2 separate regions of the Sus scrofa genome follow, and region 1 is linked to region 2. The links are chromatin contacts, called in public HiChIP or PLAC-seq maps. All regions are on one chromosome and are shown on one strand. The core of a region is the stretch at or near the end of the contact, and the rest is flanking DNA. Distances in the headings are between cores, read along the strand shown.

The links. HiChIP or PLAC-seq counts read pairs in DNA pulled down with a chosen protein or histone mark.
Region 1: a contact with region 2 is called in an H3K27ac HiChIP or PLAC-seq map of alveolar macrophages. The contact joins the promoter of RPL31 here to the promoter of MAP4K4 in region 2. A contact is called at or near these places in 1 of 5 promoter capture datasets (fetal liver), 1 of 47 Hi-C or Micro-C datasets (embryonic fibroblasts) and 1 of 2 datasets of contacts at active chromatin or transcription factors (alveolar macrophages).

The regions. Positions count from the first base shown.
Region 1 is chr3:53,293,508-53,296,676 of Sscrofa11.1, forward strand. It overlaps RPL31 (60S ribosomal protein L31), which reads right to left and starts at 1,880. Exons shown (of 5, transcript XM_005662362.3): 1 at 1,775-1,880; 2 at 1,283-1,389. The coding sequence starts at 1,389.
Region 2 is chr3:52,648,175-52,651,373 of Sscrofa11.1, forward strand. It overlaps MAP4K4 (mitogen-activated protein kinase kinase kinase kinase 4), which reads right to left and starts at 1,306. Exons shown (of 29, transcript XM_021087163.1): 1 at 1,093-1,306; 2 at 668-733. The coding sequence starts at 1,149. It overlaps LOC106509759 (a long non-coding RNA gene), which reads left to right and starts at 471. Exons shown (of 3, transcript XR_001307587.2): 1 at 471-754; 2 at 1,989-2,127.

The DNA of each region.
Region 1 (3,169 bases), core at 630-3,129, 650 kb after region 2:
CTAACTTCCCCACCAAGGAAACTCGGAAGGCAGGATCTTTGGTTCCCTTGTGAATCCGCAGAGCCCCAGACACAGTTAAGTGCTTAACATGCCCCCCAGTGAACACATTCGTGCCCCAATAACGGGGTGGGAGGAGAGAATGTGGTTACAAGCTGCAGTAATGCACAAAAAGGGCACCGTTGACCCAGAAACCCCCAGAGACCTCAGGCTTCACACATGGCCAACGCTTGGCTGGAAACGCCAGGGCTAAGAGACAGTGCCACACATTTAAATCCCTTTCGAAAATCAGTTGTCCTGAGATGAGAATGCCCAGACAAGTTGCTCCCCAGACTGGTGCCTGAGTATTTTGCAGCACCACCCTGGCTCTTAAAAACACTCCAAATAACAGCACTCGATGGATTTGGTCTGTTATTACTAGTCAGCACCGTGTGCATAAAAGGGGGAACACGCACAAAGCTCAAGAACTAAAAACGAATCCGACTAGCATCCATGAAGAGGCAGGTTCGATCCCTGGGCCCGCTCAGTGGGTTAAGGATCCAGCGTTGCCAAGAGCTGTGCTGTAGGTTGCAGGCCAGGCTCGGATCCTGCGTTGCTGTGGCTGTGGTATAGGCTGGTGGCTACAGCTCTGATTGGACCCCTAGCCTGGGAACTTCCACATGCCGGGTGCGGCCCTAAAAAGACAAAATAAAAATAAACAAAGAACTATAAAAACCACACCCCAGGGAGGAAAATCAAGAACTACGACATTCACAGTCATTCCCAACGTCCTTGTATATCACATATGCAGCCAGCGTCTTCTCCACAAACCACTGCCCGCTAACTTCAGAACACTTTCTTCTCTGGCCTCTCCAGAACTTCCACATCCAGCACCACAACTGGACCAATATTACTTAGTACTTAGCTGTGTGGGTGGGAGAACTAAAATTACCCCATTGCAATGTTCGGACTCTGGGCCGGACCTGGCGTTTTTAGTTACCTGGTTGACTTTACTGGACTCTGGAGACAGTGAAAAGGTCTACTCATCCTCACACACACGTCTCACCCCTAGACCTGCCGGGTTTAATTCGATCAACACAGCAAGAAGTAGCATCGATTTACCACCGCATCTCCCCAAGTAGGCTTCCCAGAACCCTTATTTAGGCGTTAACCTCCATTTCGCTTTAAACCCTACAAACAGCCTTCGATAAGGTCTATGCAGTAAAGACTTGGGCTCTTGAAGAAACGGTTCATTTCTAGACCCCGCGCGGTCAGAAGACACTGGCCGAACGCAGGCATTACTCACACGCCATGGATGCGCTTGTGAATGTTGATCGTGTACTCCCTGGTTACCACCTCGTTGATGGCGGACCGGCCCTTCTTCTTCTCGCCACCCTTCTTTGCGGGAGCCATCTAGACCCAGGCGACAAGGAGGCTCAGAGTGAGTGGGACAAACCCAAGCCAAGTCCTTCCTCCCGGCCTGGCCTCGGGACGCTTCCAGGGGCAGAGAGTCCGGCCAGGTCCCTGAAGGCCCACGTCTGGGAAAAGCCCGGCGGGCCACGGCACGTCTGCGCCCTTAGACGCCCCCGCCCCCGGAACCCCCTGCAGCCCCGGCTCTCCTAAGCCGGCCACTCTCCCTCACAGGCTCCGGGAGCCCTTAAACGCAACGCAGACTCCCGTGCCCCTGGAACGCGGAGGCCCAGGTCGGCTCAGGAGAGAGCCCCCTGTTTCATTCGACACAATCCCAGGCGAGGATGGCGCCGGATTCCTCAAGCTGGGAGCCAGCACCCATACTCACTTTCCCCGGCCCTGGTTGGAAAGGAAGAGCGCAAGGGTTTGTGGGAGAAGGAAAGCGGCGTCGCAAGTACAATTTCCGGGTCACCTGGAAGGGTGGGCGGGGGGAGAGGCTGTGACGTCCACGGCGCGCGCCGCAAGAAATGCAAGCTTGTCTCGAGGGCGGGGCCTGAGCGGGGCCTGAGCGGGCCGCGGCCGCGCGCTCGAACGTCGCCCTCTCTGCGTCGTTTCCTACCGCCGCGTTCCAGCTGCCTGCGCACTAACAAGGGCTTTTAGAGGATGCCGGAACCTAGGCCCCCAGGAGGAGCGGACCGAGGCGAGGCGAGAAGATGCTTTTCTGGTTTTCCCACTCTCTCAGCGATCGGCCAGGCTAGCGTTGCCTGAACCTGTACGCCAGGCTGGTGGCCCTGGAGATGCTCCCGTCGAGCAGGGCGGGCTCGCGAACCGGCGTCCTCGCAGCCCGGTACCCGGGAGCCTCACGCGGAGGCTGCTGTGCAGCCGCGGGCCGTGGGTGAGGGTGGCTGGGCTAGGAGTGAGGAGGAGGCCGAGGAAAGGTTTGCACAATAAGTATTTTTAAATTAAAATTGACAGTTTATAATTGGCTATATGAAATGTCAGTTTTGGAAGCACCGTTAGTAGAGTAGTTGACAAATCACCTTGGAAAGGAGTAAAATACTGTATACGACTTTTACATCGAAGAAATCAGTGTGATTTCATGACCTTAAAGCAGTATTTGTTTTCAGCTCTATCACACGCAAATGGCCCCATAATAGCAATAGCACTTTTCCCCAACACCTGGAAATGAAAAGAGAGAAATCTGACTTTGGAAATGAAAAGTGAGGAATCTGACGCCAGCACGTCTGGTGTGAGTTGACCGCGTAGCCACGTCCCAGATCCCCATGCCAAACCGATGGGTTGACAACTCTGGACCTTAAGTTGGTCAGAAATTGCATTCTTTTGTTGCAGGCAGCGTGGGTATGGTAAGGTCCTTAAACCTAGGGAGGTGTAAAATTTTATTTGCTGAGTTAACTGGAGCCCTCGAAATGTATGTTAAAACTGGACCATTGAGAAGGCGTGAGAATGATCATGGAATAAAATACAAGACAAAGTTAAATCTGTGATATTCACACCTTGCAGCCAGTTCTGATGTAAAGATAATCAATTTTGTTATATTTTGTGGGTCCTTTTTAGAACTCTTAAATCTGTATCAGACTTGAGATTTGAATTAAATTCTTACGAGTGTTTCTATCTGTAATCTCTTTTCATAATTGGGGAAATTTTTTTTTGTAAATTCCTAAATATCGACTCATCTGTTGTTTAGGTAGTATGTGATTAATATGGGAAATGTTGACAGTGTAATGGTTAAAAGAATGCTAATTGATACCTTTTTAAGATCAAT
Region 2 (3,199 bases), core at 56-2,555:
TCTGCCTCTTTTCTGTTTCAATTACACACCTGTCAAACAGGTTATTCCTGGAATTTAGAGTGCATAATCCTCACACTGTAATTCTTCCTGCTCCTATTGCCCAAACACACATCCCTCCTGACTCCCCAAAACATGTACCCGTCAGTAGAATGTATGGTAGTTATGGAGTACTCCCAGGTAACACCACCAAACTCTGCTCCTCATTGAGCGCCTGGCCAGGATTCAAACGAGGAAACACGAAGACGATTCTCAAGGAGGCCAAAGCAGTGGTTTAGGATAATCACAGGCGAGGCCTGCCTATCCAGAATTTTAATTAACACACAAACTCAGAAGGCCAGATTTGGGAGAGACAGGGGGGAAAAAAAAATGTAGATTGATGCAAAAATGCTTTCCCATTTCCTTGAAAAAAAAAAAAGAAAAAGAAAAAAAAAAAAAGGTGCATGCCTAAGAGTGGAGCTTATTTCCTTATCTGAGAGCCAAGAAATGAGGTCTTTTAAGGCCAGTCTGAATATAAACTCTGCTGAAAACAGCGGGACGGCGAGGCCGGACCCCTCTTCCAACTTCGGCTGAGCCTCCGGGCGGCGGCGTGTCCAATCACCCTCCCCGTCGTCCCCGGATCAGAAGTTTCAACCCGTCCCCGGGAAACAAAGGAGGCGCCTGCACCGACCTTATAGACTTGTCCATAGGTGCCATTTCCCACCACTTCCACCAGCTCGAAAATCCCAGCCGGATCCTAAGGAAGAGAGGAGGATGGGTGAGCGTTGGAAAGCAGCACAACAATGAATAAAAGAAGCGGGGCAGCGGGAGAGAAAGGGCGGTGACCGAGGAGGTGGGCTTCGCCCGGCGCGAGGTGGCCGGCAACTGGGGGCCGCGATAGGGGCCCGGGGCGCGCGGGGTCGGGGTCCGGGCGGCGGCGCAGGCGGAGGGTCACGCCCCGGACCCCGCACACGCCGACTCGGGCAGACAAAGGGGCCGCCGCGCCCGCGGATCTGCCCACGGCGGCGCCCGAGCGCCCGGCCGGCCAGGGCGCGGCCCCGCTCCCGGCTCCCAGCGCCCCGCTCCCGGTCCCCCGGCCCCGCGGCGGCCACTCACCCGAAGGGAGGACAGGTCTATGTCCACCAGACTTTTCGCGGGGGAATCGTTCGCCATTTTCCCTTCTCGTCACCCCCAAATCGACCACAATCAATTCGTCTCTGGTGTGTCTCTCGGAGTCGCAGGCCCGGCCGGGTGGCGCGGGCCCGCGGGCGCGGCCGGGGGCGGCAGGCGGGAGCAAGCTCGGGCGCCGGGCGGCGGGCGGCGGCGGCGCTCACTCCATGGCCGGGGCGGCCGGCAGGCCCCCGGGCGTCGCCCGCGCCTCAGGCCCCGGCCCCGCGCCCCGCCGCGCGCCTGCACGAGCGGCCCGGAGCAGGGGCCGCGGCGCCGCCGAGAGTGGAGCCCGGAGCGCGAGGCCGCCAGACAAAGATGACCAGGAGGCGGAGGCGGAGGCGGGCGCGAGGCGGGGGGCGGGGGGCGGTGGCGGCGGGGAGGAGGAGAAACGGGACACCGAAAAGAGATTCTGAGGAGAGCCAACAGCTCCCCCTTTCCTCCTCCGGCAGGAAAAGCGGGCGGAAGCGCGCTCGCGCCTGGAGCCGGGCCGGGGGGGGGGGTCCGCGGCGCGGCGTGAATATTCAACAGGGGTGGGGCCCGGACAAAGGCCGCGCGGGAGCCGGGGTCTCGGGGCGGCGCGGGGGAGGGGGAGCACGCCCTTCCAGCACCCGCGACAAAGGCAAAGCGACCCGGACCCCCGGGCGCAGGGCCGGCCGACTCCTCCCTCCCGGAGCCCCGCCCCGCCGCGCCCGGCTCCGCCGCGATCCCCGCGGAGGAGGGTCCTCCAGGCGCCCTCGCCCCCGCTCTTCCCATCCCCTCCCCCACCCCCGGGTTCTAGTCGCTTAAGACCCTCATTTCCGGTTTCCCTACCTGGTTTCCTTGTCCTTTCTCTCCTTTTCCAGGCTACACCGAGGACCTGGTTAGGTTCGGGATTCACGGAGCATCATTTGTTTTGGCTGCCCGGTCCGGAGACTTTCGCTGGAAACTGAATCTCAAACAGCTCCTCTAATTGCCTTGTGTTGAGTACCTCGCTCAGTAAAGGTGAGCACCGTATTGGGAGCCAGAAGTGTTAACCCAAGTTTAGTGCCTAGAGATCACTGAGGATCCATCAAAGCTGGCTGCTTCCGGCAGCTTTGGCAGCCAGGCAGCAGTTAGGCAGTTTCATCCTATTAAACAAGAATATATGGTCTGCCCAACGGTCATTTGTGTCACATCACTCCACTGACAAAAACTTTCCGTGGCTTCCTATTACCTGCCAGACTGTGAATACAAGTTCTCAAACGTGAGCGCACCTTTGGAAAAACACTGACCGCCGACCCCACCTCCGGAGTCTGCAACGGATCACACTTTGAGAACTGGAGCCGCACTGGATGAAAACCCAAGGCCCTTCCAGAAAGGCTTCACAAACACGACCATCATTATCTACCAGTTCTTGGTTTACATGTAGTATCAATTTAATCTCTCCTTTAGCCCTAGGATGATGTTATCCTCATTTTAGAGAAGAGGAAACTCAAGTACTGAAAGAGAAGGAATTTTTCTAAATTCCTTAAAGGCATTTAAGCCTGGAAGTGGCACGGGGATTCTCACTAGCCTATCCCCAAAATCCAAATCTCTGACTCAGCCAAATTAGTCTTCTACCCAGAATGTTTAGCACTCTCCTGCCTCCCAACAGTTTGGTTTCCAAGATTTTCCACTATTGAGAATTTCTCAACAGGCTAAAATATCTTCAGGGAGTCCTAGAATCCATTGGTTAGGAAAATCGTAGTAGCCAAAGTCTCCCTATGAATTTAGTAGTGCTTTTAAATTATGTTGTTTTTTAATCTACCAACAGCAATGGAATTATCTATGAGTATAAATAATTTACACAGAGTTGGACTGGTGCACATATGACCTTTCAGACCATAGTACTAGTAATAAGATTTTAGGAGTTCCCACTGTGGCACAGTGGGTTAAGTATCCAGCTGCAGCAGCTCCGGTCACTGTGGAGGTGCAGGTTGGATTCTTGGCTCCACTGGGTTAAAGGATCCAGCGGCATTGCCGCAGCTGTAGCTTAGGTCAGAGCTGCAGCTCAGATTCAATCCCTGGCCTGGGAATTTCCATATGCCATGGGTTG